Linked DNA regions of Triticum aestivum: region 1 is linked to region 2. Evidence: chromatin contacts called from public Hi-C data. All regions are on one chromosome and are shown on one strand. The core of a region is the stretch at or near the end of the contact, and the rest is flanking DNA. Distances in the headings are between cores, read along the strand shown.

Evidence for each region. Hi-C and Micro-C count contacts between places; a contact is called where the count stands out from the background.
Region 1: a contact with region 2 is called in a Hi-C map of leaf, with 2.3 times the contacts expected there. The contact joins the promoter of LOC123051562 here to the enhancer-like site in region 2. A contact is called at or near these places in 3 of 5 Hi-C or Micro-C datasets (leaf and an unstated tissue).

The regions. Positions count from the first base shown.
Region 1 is chr2D:61,505,904-61,511,868 of IWGSC CS RefSeq v2.1, forward strand. It overlaps LOC123051562 (CBL-interacting protein kinase 2), which reads left to right and starts at 1,442. Exons shown (of 2, transcript XM_044474470.1): 1 at 1,442-1,740; 2 at 2,513-4,396. The coding sequence starts at 2,842. The coding sequence ends at 4,212.
Region 2 is chr2D:61,448,765-61,455,094 of IWGSC CS RefSeq v2.1, forward strand. No RefSeq gene overlaps it. Among protein-coding and RNA genes, the nearest start is that of LOC123051562, 55 kb to the right of the region's middle. Within about 2 kb of position 4,302, at least 3 of the 8 cell types and tissues checked have an H3K27ac peak or open chromatin away from gene starts, as enhancers often do. A contact at or near this core is called in leaf, where this site is marked.

The DNA.
Region 1 (5,965 bases), core at 192-2,691, 54 kb after region 2:
GATGAAGAACGTACCGTACTACATCATCACCACATTGCTTGGCCGGGCCGCCGGAGTGCACGCATATTCTATGTCTCATTGGTTCTCCAAAAAGCTATCTGCTCCGCTCTAGCCTAGCCTAGCCGTCCGTCCCGGCCGGGGATGATTTGCCAATTTTCTAGCCTCCATAATTCGTGCTAAAATACTAGCAGCAGCATTGACCACTCTGTGTGCCAAAGATATCGTAAAATAAGCATAGCATCATTGCTCTTGCCCCCGTCTGTTGGAAGGAGTCGCCCTGAGACGGATCGAGCAACAACACTGCATGCATATCGTCGCATATATGCCTCCGGTCTCTCGACGCCATGCATGGGCTGCAAGGCTCCAAGCGAGCCACCGGAATAATAATGCCACTATTCTAAGCAAAACACATCGCCTTTACGGGCGTGGGAGGGGATTGGACGTCCCATTTTCCACTGATTGTGTACGTTTGTTGGCCCCGACCGTGACGCTTTCTCGTGCCTAACTTAGCCGGGACGATGGGAGGTGGGCTTTTACGGCCGGGCACGAGGAGGCGCCGTGTTTTGCTTTGGCCTCTTCCTCCTCCCTCTCGCTTTCCTTCCCTTCCTCCCTCCTGCGCGCACCGCTAGCTGATGCGAATCGCTGATACGAAGCGCTGGGCGGTCGGCACATGGCTACGCGGGCGGACCGATTCGTGCGTGCTTCGATAATCTCTCCCACGTGCTGCGTAGACCTCAGTGGCGAAATTTCCTTTGGAGATTACTAAGGCGCGACGGGCCGTACGACCCCATGTTAGCCATGGCATCCTCGTGACCTCAGGCATGCCGATCGGACGGCGTAGGGCCGCGTTGCGCCGTAGCGTCTTTATTTATTTATTACTCTTCTTGCGGGCAAATCTGGCGCTAGTAAATACTTTGGATTTCGCCACTCAACAGTACTATTACTATTATTCCCCTAAGGAAAAACAGTAGTATTATTCCCCGATGTTTCGATTTCGAAGCTGGCACATTGCCATCTAGCACGATCGGGCCAGCTAGAGCTTTGCTACAAAATCCGCAAGAAATTACAGCCGCGGGTCAAGAAGATCCTTGGCTGCGACCCTACAATTATGGAGTAGCATCACGCACGTAAAACAAGGGCCAGGCACGGGATCCACACGTAGACATACGAAACCCGGTTCGTTGGCCGAACGGACGGCGGAGGAGGGCCGTGGGAGGGTGCAGCGGGCCGATCTAATTTGGTCCGTCCGTCCGTCGCAGCAGCGGACAGGCCAGCGCATTATTGGCGGGCCCCGCGGGGACGTAATTTTACCGGCCCACAGCTGCGGGCGGTGGGTGGGCGGTTTGCGGGGCAGGAATATCTCTCCCTCTCGGCGAGAACGGATCCATCCATCCCTAGCGGGCGGGGGGTTGGCCGCCGCGGCGCGTATAAAACGGAGCCGCCTCTCAAGCTGAACCTTTCGCCGCACAACACTCTCCCTCGCACCACACCAGACTCTAGAAAAAGGAAGAAACAAACTCAACCTCCCACCCCCAACAGAAGAGCCGCAAATCTGCCACCACTCCGCCGTCTCCCAGCCCCGCCGCCCACGCATCCGCCTCCTCCCTCCTCCCTCCCCTAGACCTACCCCGCCGCCCTCCTCGCGAGCGCTGCCGATTCTTCGCGGAGGAAGGGAAGGGATCTAGCCACCTCCGGGGCTGCTGCTGCGGTTCCGTTCGCGTCGCCAGCCGCCGGGATCTGGTACGGACTCACGCCTCCCTGCTTCTGTCTTCGGTTCCAGTGCAGTCCCTATGTTTGGTAGTGATTCGTCGTCTGCGACCTGTGTGCGCGAGGCATGTCATCTAGCGGGCCGAAACATGTCATCTAGGCTCTAGGGGGCTCGTCGATTTGGTGCGTCTGCGGTCTCTGAAACACCTGTTTTTTCCTCGGGAGTTGGCAGTAGATTTCTATGTGCAGAGCGGAGATAGTCCTTCTCCTTCTCCTGTTGTTCGTTCGTGCCGGTTGCCTCGTTTAGCTCCTTGGTCAGATGCGCGTTTCCGGGCCTTGTCTCCTCTGTTTTGGCAGTGAGAAAGTTTTGGCGTGATAGGTTGGTTATGCGCGGAGATAAACAGATCCATCAGCTAGGTGCCATAGAAAGTTGGACAACCGCATCTGGTTGATTGCAGTTTACACCACTCTTAATAATCCGGCTGAGAGACGCATCTGGTTGGAGTTTAGACGCCTCTTAATCGGGCTAAGGGACGCATCTGATGGCAGTTTAGACCCCTCTTAATCCGGCTAAGGGATGCAAGTTAGCTTTTCGTTCGTTTCCGACTTTCTATGGTATGATATGCTTGTGGTCCTGTATGCGGAAGAGATTTATTTTCCCATCTTCTGCATATAGAACAATCTTCTAATTTCGGGATTTTTCCCTTCTTCTGCATATAGAAGAATCTTCTAGTTTCGGAATGATTTGTCTCCACTACAGATTGCTCCATGGCTAACGTTATGCCTTTACTTTCTTGATTGACAGTACCTGGATTTCCACAAGGAGGAACCATCTTAGGGAATGCAGAGAGATGTGTTTGCATGCTAGAGAGCTACCTTGCGAGGGAATCGGCAGGGTAGCCACCCCTGTTCCTGCTTTGATTGACCTTGATGACACCGCTTCACAGCAGCACACAACACACCTCTTCTTCCATGTGCTTCTGCACAATGGGGTTCGACGTGGCATCTCAACCATCATCTTAGATTACCACCTCGGAGGGGACGGTTGAGGCTATCTAGCGCCCGCAGGCTCCCTTGCAAGGTTCGGGTTCGCTGCTGCTGTTCTGTGTGCGTAGCATACATCTGCCTGCCGTCATGGGAGAGCAGAAGGGGAATATTCTGATGGGGAAGTACGAGATGGGGAAGATGCTCGGGCAGGGGACCTTTGCCAAGGTCTACCATGCCCGCAACATCGAGACCTCGCAGAGCGTTGCCATCAAGGTGACCGACAAGGAGAAGGTTCTGAAGGGCGGGCTCACGGATCAGATCAAGCGCGAGATCTCTGTGATGAAGCTGGTGAAGCACCCAAACATTGTTCAGATGTATGAGGTCATGGCGACCAAAACAAAGATTTACTTTGTGTTGGAGCATGTGAAGGGTGGTGAGCTGTTTAACAAGGTTCAGAGAGGAAGGCTCAAGGAAGATGCTGCAAGGAAGTACTTCCAGCAGCTGATCTGCGCGGTTGACTTTTGTCACAGCAGGGGCGTCTATCACCGTGATTTGAAGCCTGAGAACCTTCTTCTTGATGAGAACAGCAACCTGAAAGTTTCAGATTTCGGTCTCAGTACCATTTCTGAATGCAGAAGGCTTGACGGGTTGCTCCACACATCCTGTGGTACGCCTGCTTATGTTGCTCCTGAAGTAATCAATAGGAAAGGCTATGACGGCGCCAAGGCTGACATCTGGTCATGCGGGGTGATCCTCTTTGTGCTTTTGGCTGGGTATCTCCCTTTCCAAGATAAGAATCTGATGAATATGTATAAGAAGATTGGGAAAGCAGAGTTCAAATGCCCGAGTTGGTTCTCTTCAGACATTCGAAGGCTTCTGCTAAGGATTCTTGATCCTAACCCCAGCACAAGGATCTCGATTGAGAGAATCATGGAACATCCTTGGTTCAGGAAGGGTCTAGATGCAAAGCTGCTCAGATACAATTTACAAGCAAAAGATGCCGTTCCTGCTGCTGACATGACTGCGACTTCTGATTCCTTGAGCTGCAGCAACTCAGCAACAGAGGGCAAGGAACAAGAAGCAAAAAAGCTCTCCAACTTGAATGCTTTTGATATAATCTCCCTCTCAACTGGACTCGACCTCTCCGGTATGTTTGAGGACAATGACAAGAAGAGGGAGTCCAAGTTCACATCCACCAACTCGGCTTCGACGATCGTGTCAAAGATCGAGGACATCGCAAAGTGCATGCGACTGAAGCTCGTCAAGAAAGATGGTGGCATGATGAGGATGGAAAGCTTCAAGCCTGGAAGGAAAGGTGTGATGTCCATTGATGCTGAGATATTTGAGGTCACCCCTGACTTCCATCTCGTGGAGTTGAAGAAGACAAACGGTGATACTATCGAGTACCAGAAGGTCTTGAACCAGGAGATGAGGCCAGCGCTCAAGGACATAGTCTGGGCGTGGCAAGGCGAGCAGCAGCCGCAGCCGCAGCCGCAGCCACAGCAGCAACCATGTTAAGAAGAACTGTGCCAGGTGCAACATTTTGCAACTCGAGGCAATCAATTACCAGGCGTCCGTGTGTTTCTGTAATTTTTATTATCCATGTTTGCTATTCGTTTGCATTCCCCTAGTGATGTCTGTGTAAACTTCAGTTATCATCTTTCGATGAAGATTTATTTAAAAGCATGGTGTCTTCAGAACAGATGCCAAGTCATTGTTCAAAAAGTCTTTCCAAGGACAGTGCGTTTGTGTACGGGAGGTGTTCTTTTGCTCAAGAATTGATCTCGGCCTTGTTACTGTTTAACTTTGACATGCATCATGATTAGATCCACCATTCTTGTGATCTGAGAACTCTAGAGGGTGACATATTAAAATCTTCTTTGGTGGGTAGCTAACGGACTTTACCTAAAGGCCGAAGAGATATGGTTTTGTAGACAGCATGATATGGGCCAGAGACAAATTGAAAGATTTGTTCTATGTAGCCACTTGCAAAGGGTAGGAAGCAGTAGCATTATTTTACAGCTATGAAGATACAACTAGTGATTGAAAACTTTGTAGTCCAAAATTCCAGATACCCTCTTGCTCCACAGATACAAAGAGGAAAACTTAAAGCAGTAGTTTCCACGCTGTGACAGGTGCAACATTTTGCAATTTGAGAACTGTTGTAGGTGGCATTATTTTACAGCTACAAAAGCTAGCAAGATGTTGAATAAGATTCAGACTACAGGCTGGTACAGATTGCTTACTGCGCAGAAGCACCTGAGGCAAAGATTCGGGAATCGCTGTAGACTGTAGTTGTTTGATTGTTTCCTCCATTTGTAGTCCAAAATTCAGTCCACCTAACTGAATGATTGATTTGTAGACGATTTACAGCTATGAAGATACTACTACTGATTAAGAACAGTACTGTGCCGATCGCTGCGCAGAAGCACCTGAGGCGAGATTCGGGCATATTCCTGTAGTTGTTTCCTCCCTCGTGGGTTTGGAGAAATAGAAAAGAAAAGGCAGAAAACCCTCTTGCTTCACGGTTACAATCTTTATCAAGGAGAAATAGAGTTCCAGATGCCCTCTTGCTTCACAGATACAAAGAGGAAAACTTAAAGCAGTACTCCCTCTGTAAAGTTAAAGTGGGAGTAGTTTCCACGCTGTGCCAGGTGCAACATTTTGCAGTTTGAGAACTGTTGCAGGTGGCATTATTTTACAGCTACAAAAGCCAGCAAGATGCTGAATAAGATTCCAGACTAAAGGCTGGTGCAGATTACTGCGTAGAAGCACCTGAGCCAAAGACCCGGGAATTGCTGTAGACTGTAGTAGTTGTTTCCTGCATTTGTAGTCCAAAGTTCAGTCCACCTAACTGAATGATTGAATTGACCGGTAGGTGTGATGTGAGTGATGAACCTGAAGTTTTGAGATTCAATTTTTTGCTTGTTATCCTCTAGCAATTTGGTAGAGAGATAAACTCGTCAAGTTTAATCTCCAGAGAGTTCAGGTATTATGTGGCCAGCTCTGTTTTATGTAAAACAGCGATGAAAAAAGGATAATCTATGAAGTACAGTTTGACCTCTTACTTCAAAGTTAGAACAAGAAAAGTGATTGCAACTTGTACAAACATGTGTAAGAAAGTCTTCCACATGCAGACAGACTTCCTTGACACATGGACGAACAATTTTGTGTAGCGTCAAAAACTCTTTTGCCTGATTCTTTCACCTCTTGCTAACAATCAAACCACCATGGTCTGCCTGTTGTTTTCGCCATGGGTGAGCGGTGCACC
Region 2 (6,330 bases), core at 3,052-5,551:
GGAGACGTCGCTGCACCGTACGTGTGTTGAACGCGGAGGTGCCGTCCGTTCGGCACTCGGTCATCGGTGATTTGGATCACGGCGAGTACGACTCCGTCATCCACGTTCATTGGAACGCTTCCGCTCGCGATCTACAAGGGTATGTAGATGCACTCCTTTCCCCTCGTTGCTAGTATACTCCATAGATGCATCTTGGTGAGCGTAGGAAAATTTTAAAATTATGCTACGATTACCAACACTGAGGCGGGCGGGCGTCGTTCCTCAGCCCCTGATTCTTTCCGCGGCGGTTGTTCTGCCCGTCGCCGTTCCCGCCGCTGCTGGAGCCTTGGCCGCTCTCACGCGCCTGCTTGCGCGCCTCCCACTGCTGCTCAGTGAGATACAGCTGCCCGCTGCCTTGGCTCGGCGCGGGTGCAGCGCTCCTCGGCGGTCCTCAGTCGCCTGATTAGCTCCTCAATCGAGATCGTACTCAGGTCGAGGAGGGTTTCAATCGCCACTGCGATCTGCGAGTAACGAGGGGGAACAACACGCAAGAGCTTCTGCACGACGCGTACCTCCTCGACGTTGTCGCCGAGCGTGCGCAGCTGGTTGACCAGGCTGGTGATCCACATCCCGAAGGCGTCGAGGGTTTCGCCGTCGAGGAAGGCGATCTGCTCGAATTCCGCGCGGAGTCGTTGCGCGGTGAACTCACACACACGGTGCACTCCCATGCGCATGACCTTGATGGTGTCCCAGGCCGCCTTGGTCGTCTCCTTGATGACGAGGACGCCGAGCATCTCTGGCGGAACGGCTCGGAGAAGGACGCCGAGCGCCTCCTTGTCGTCGCAGACGTGTTGCGCGTTGCCCTCGATCGCGTCCCAGAGCCCCCAAGACTCCAGGTGTACCTTCATCACCAGCGACCACTCGATGTAGTTGGTCGAGGTGAGGGTCAGGAAAGTTGTGCCGGCACCCGGCACGAACGGCGCGCGCTCCGTAGCCGCCGCCTGGTAGATCACCACCTGCCACTCCCACCTCACGCGGCTTCGCCCGCGGCTGCACTCCCGTGGTGGAGTGTGCGAGCGAGCCGGCCTGCCCGCGCCTCCGTTGAGGCCTGCGGCGGCCGCTGCTGCAGTCGCGTCCGGCTGCTCCCCGTGATCGGACATGATCACCGGGATCCCTAAACGAGGCTCTGATACCACTTGGTAGGAATCTAAGCTCTCTCAACTCACGATAACAGAGGAGACAGAGGTTTTGCGTCGCATGCAAACGTGCGACTTTCCTGTTTTCTTTCACTGCTATTTATTCGTTACAAAGAGAATATGCAGGTGACGATCCTATCTATGCGCCATGATCCGCCAGACTCGCGCCATCCCATGATAGCTGATCGTGTCTCCTAAGCCACCTGCGAGACGACCGGGCCACGACGTGAAAGCGTCGATTTACAGGCCCATGCAACGCTACTTGCCCAGCAAGAACAAGTCGCGGCTCGTGCAAACGTGTTTATTTGACAGAAAAATCCATAGATTATGTGAGGCAGTTGCCACAAGAATGGTGGTTGGATTGTAGCAACATCCTTTGTACAGACCTTTCCATGCCACAGCCATGCCACAGGACAATTATTCCATGCCCAATGTATACAGTCAATTACTCCAATCATCTCTAGCTAACCTCTCGCTTCACTTTCCGCCATGAGCCTCTCGGTATCTTCATTAGTGGGAGCCCTCAAGTACTCAGTCCATAGATCTCAATCAAAACATTGGTGAATCTCTTCACACACTCGAGGATGTGATCATACCAATGCGAACATAGTCATCAATGGTATCGGTCGGGCATCCATATGCGAGCACTCGCACGGCCGCTGTGCAAACATAGTCATCAATGGTATCGGTCGGGCATCCATATGCGAGCACTCGCACGGCTGTTGTAATCTTCAACAATGGACTTGCACTTGGTTTCCCCACAAAACTCCTTAGTGAAACAATGGATCATGTTTCTCCACAACTCTTGCAATGGTGTTGAAAAGATCCCAATGCATCTAGAATCTTGTTCGGAAGTAGTTAGGGGGGCATGTATAACATTTTGTGCAAAGTAATCCCTCACTATATCATCAGCGACAGTTACTAGCATGCCGTAGAGGTGATTCCTTGATGCGGAGGCGGCGCATGTGACCGGGTTGAAGGGGTAGCGGTAGTTGTCAACTTGTCCGGTTCCGGCGTCGTCGGTCGGCTAGGGATCGCATGTGATCCTCCTATGCCATCTCCAAGGTCAAGTGGTTCAATTCCTAGTGAAAGTGGACCTTGGCGGCGATGGGGCAGACCAATGCAGGGCAGCCGCGATGGTGGCGAAAATGACGATTCTGGCACCGGCAACTGACGAGAAGATGCGGGAGAGGGCTGCGGGGCTGCGAGGGGGGGTGGCATCGCTAGGGAGTCAACGTGGGTGTGGCGGCGGCGTGAGGTGAGTCGACGCCGAGAGGAAGGACAGACACATGTCTACATTTGCTGGGAAGTGGTGTTTCTAGAGAAAAATGGGCCTAGAAGGTTGAGACATGAGGGGTGAGAAGTTAATAGTGTTTGGAAATGGGCTAGATGGGGCTTAATTCTCCAACCCGCCTTTTTTGTTATTAAACATCACTTTGGGGGGTTGGGGTGGGGGTGGGTGAGGGGTGGGTAGAGATGCAATAAAATGGCCTCTTTCTATAGCTCCATTTTCGAACAAGGGTGTGACGATGTGTGCGGCGTGGGTCCCTCTTTCCTTGATCATTTATTAAAATGTGCTTCCTTATTTTGTATAAACAATTAATCTCTTCCATACTTGCAATTTAGGTGTGTATTTTTATACATGATTATGCTTCTACATTATTTGAAGAAAACTTATATGAAGAGAATCTTCTACGTGTGTGGCAAGAAGTTAGGCATCCTTAAACAAATCAATTATTTGAACCTTAATTGTTTAAGTTGTTGGATGAACCAATTGCCCGGCAAACTCTCGCTGAATCGAAGTGTACCATACAGTTTTGAGTAGATTCTTGTCGTGCATATTGCAGCATGCTAGTAATGATTTGGTGATGGAATATACTACTGTATATACTAGTAGGAGCCTGCTCCAGTTAATAGCTGGTCGAGAGTGCAAAGCAGCATTAAACATCAACAATTATGGAGTTAGTAATCCATTATATTGAGCATAAGAGATGGTTGTTTTGGTAGGACTTGGGTTCTTTTTGTCTTTTCTAATCACAAACAATCATTATGTGGTTCCGGATATAAATTAAAAATCTTAGGCGCAGTTCTTTTCTTATTTGCAGTGTTTTCATTTTATATTGGAAGGACCAATTTTCTTTTCGTTCAACGACTTACAAAGAATATGCAAATATGCTGCATTTTCTGGCTCTGTCAACCAGAATGTCTGCAGTGATGTAAGCGTACAAATGCTAATAGAACAATGATGAAAAACATCAAAGGGTAATACAATTTAGGTTTCCTACCATGCTTAGCTGTACCTCATCTGCTGTCACAAGTCAACAACAGTTTCCTCCACTGTATTTAGCCACGGGACTGTGACACCATTGTAGCAAATGCCTGTTTACACCATAGTGAAAGCCTAGCGGATGTCTGCATTAGGCCCGAGCTGCAAAGTAGAGCAGATATTTCACAGCCAATCGTAATTTTCTGGTGACCGATCTAGACAGGTAACCATTGAAAAAGGAAGTCCAACCTTTGGCCAACATGATTAGGACTGCCATTTGATTCCCGCTGTCCCTTGTGTATGTCCGGTTAGGTGAGTCCATTAGTCTAAGCCGCTGAAAATGACAGGGTCTCTCCCCCGCCGCTGGTTCTGCCCGTTTCATAATCTTATCATCTCATGGTAGGGACTGGTTCAGTTCAGTATTGCCAAAGCCTCTGCAACGCGCCGAAGTTTCCCGGAAAAACCTCAACTCTTTCTCTGAAACACTGCACCTATCCAGGCATCGATGTGATCTGAGGTCAGTGGTCGATCAGCAAGCACGATTTGGCTCTGTCCATAGCTTTATTTTGACTGACAAAATGGAGATCACGTTCTCATTGAGAAAAACGAGCAAGAGAACAAGAGCAGCAGGTGCTCTGATCCTGGCCTGAGTGTTCTGTTTGATTTTGTCAAGACTGTTTAAGCTAGATATAATTACGAGCTTTCGATGATTTAGCTCGCCAGAATTGCATTTCCATGACAAGACGTCTGATTTGCGAATTTGTGTGATGGTGAGAGCCGGTGCAAGCGTCAGTCTCACGGGACACACCGGCCGGGTATAGGTGTCAAGCTGCTATACGGCTGGGCCCATGGTATCAGAATCAGCTTACCGAGGCCCGCCACGTGACCCTGCGTGGGCCCAGGGAGTTCTTGGCCAACCAGAGGTCGTACGTATGATGTGGCCAGCGTTTGCTCGCCTTGCTTGCAGCCAAGGCCGGCCGAAGGCCGCAAGACATGACGGAGTATCGGCCTCAGCGACCTCTTTGACAGCTACAATTCGAGCGTTTGGCTGCGTCATGTAGGGTTATTATTAAGCCTTAGGACCATTGTCTAATCTCCGCTACCCGAGAGGTTGCGCGAGGAAGGAAAAGAGGGAACACGAGATGCAGTTGCGGGAGGAAGAGGAGCGGTTTTGCGTGGTCCGCTCGATTTGGAGAGACCGCGTGGAACGGCGTAAAGAGCGAATATGCCATTCCAGGAACGAGTGGGTTCCTGCTCCTCAGATCAACCAAACACAAGAATGGGCCCTAGGAACGGAATGGACCCGTGCCGTTCCACTTGGTGACACGAACCAAACACACCCTTAGCGGCCAGCGTGGGTTTCCCGTAACTGGACGTATGAGTCCCATCACGTCGGAGACAGAGAATCCAACTGTGGCTGATGGGACGGTGAAATTAGCTCGCGGTGACCACGACGGAAGATGGTCCCTCTCTCCATAAATTAGCTAGGGTTCATTTTCGGACAACGGCGTCACTCTTACCTTGATCTAGTATATCTTTCATGGTGTGGAATCTCCCGTAGAGGAAGGATCAAATATGCGGTACATCGCGCACGTATGCCCAGTCCATCCATTTGCAAGCGGAAAAGCCTCAGATAATTCATTTTCGGAACACAAGAAAAGACACCTGGAAATTGGATATATGTACCGGACAAGTATGCAATTGCATGCAAATTTATATGCAGTGCCCCATCGTTAACGGACGTTGGATTACCATCCGTCCTACCGGCTCGTTCAATTACCATCCAACGGCCGTGCCATTTTCTCCTCCTGGTGCCCCTTTTTTCTACAAAAAATAAAAAGCAGACAATCCCCGTACTCCCATATCACCCGTCTCCCCTACGTCTTCTCCTGCTACGTGCTCATCCCCGCAACACGCCACCCCACTCCATGCATCTACGAGCCCGACGACGATCGCTGACAACTCTTTCATCCACTTCACCATCTCCTTGCTCAATGGACAATGGGCATGTCCCCCCGGGCCGCGGTAGCGGGGTGCACGCACGCCAGCAGCGGAGCAAACAATGTGTTCCCCACTGGCGCTTGTGCGGCACGAACGGCAGCTGTAGCGATGCTCTGCTTGAACATGTCATGACGTACCCATGCATGCAGGCCATGTAGCATGCCACACAAACCTCGCGGGCCCGATGTTTCTCATCATGCCTCGCAAGCACGCGCACACATACGCACTCCTACAATGATTTCTCTTATTATTGCGTATGGAGACAGAAAGAACGTCTCGTGTACAATGACACACCGGATGAACAGTCAATGCCGGGCATCTGGCATGTGCATCTCCATCGCGGCCTGATAATCAGCATGAAATCATGGACACTAGGCGTGGCGGCTTTGGCGACCGGATCAACGAAACGTACAAGAAATTGAAGCCGAGGCTACGCGGCGGATTATGGCATCATGACCACTGACACCTTGGCACTTTACTCTGGCAGCCACCGGCTGGACGACAGGTGTAGGGTACTATCAAGATTCAAGAACACGGTCACGTTGCATCCATGCGAGTGTTTTAGTTTCATTGGTTCTCCAAAAGCAACCTTCCGTTCTAGAGTCTGGGCCCGCGCCGATGATTCGAGATTTTTCTAATCTTCGTGCTAACGTATTATTGATTTATTATACCTGTACTCCTTGTGTACGAAGATGTTATGAATTAGAATATTCAAAAGATGCATGGAGCACTAGTTTGTAAAGTTGTTTGGCAACCATTCACCACTAGCTACAATAAATCTATTTTTGATGTACGAGTTTCACAGTTGTTTGGGCAAAGGCGTACATGTGCCCATCAGTTCATGCATGCTGGTAGGGGCCACGTAGCTACACTCCAGAGGAACCACCG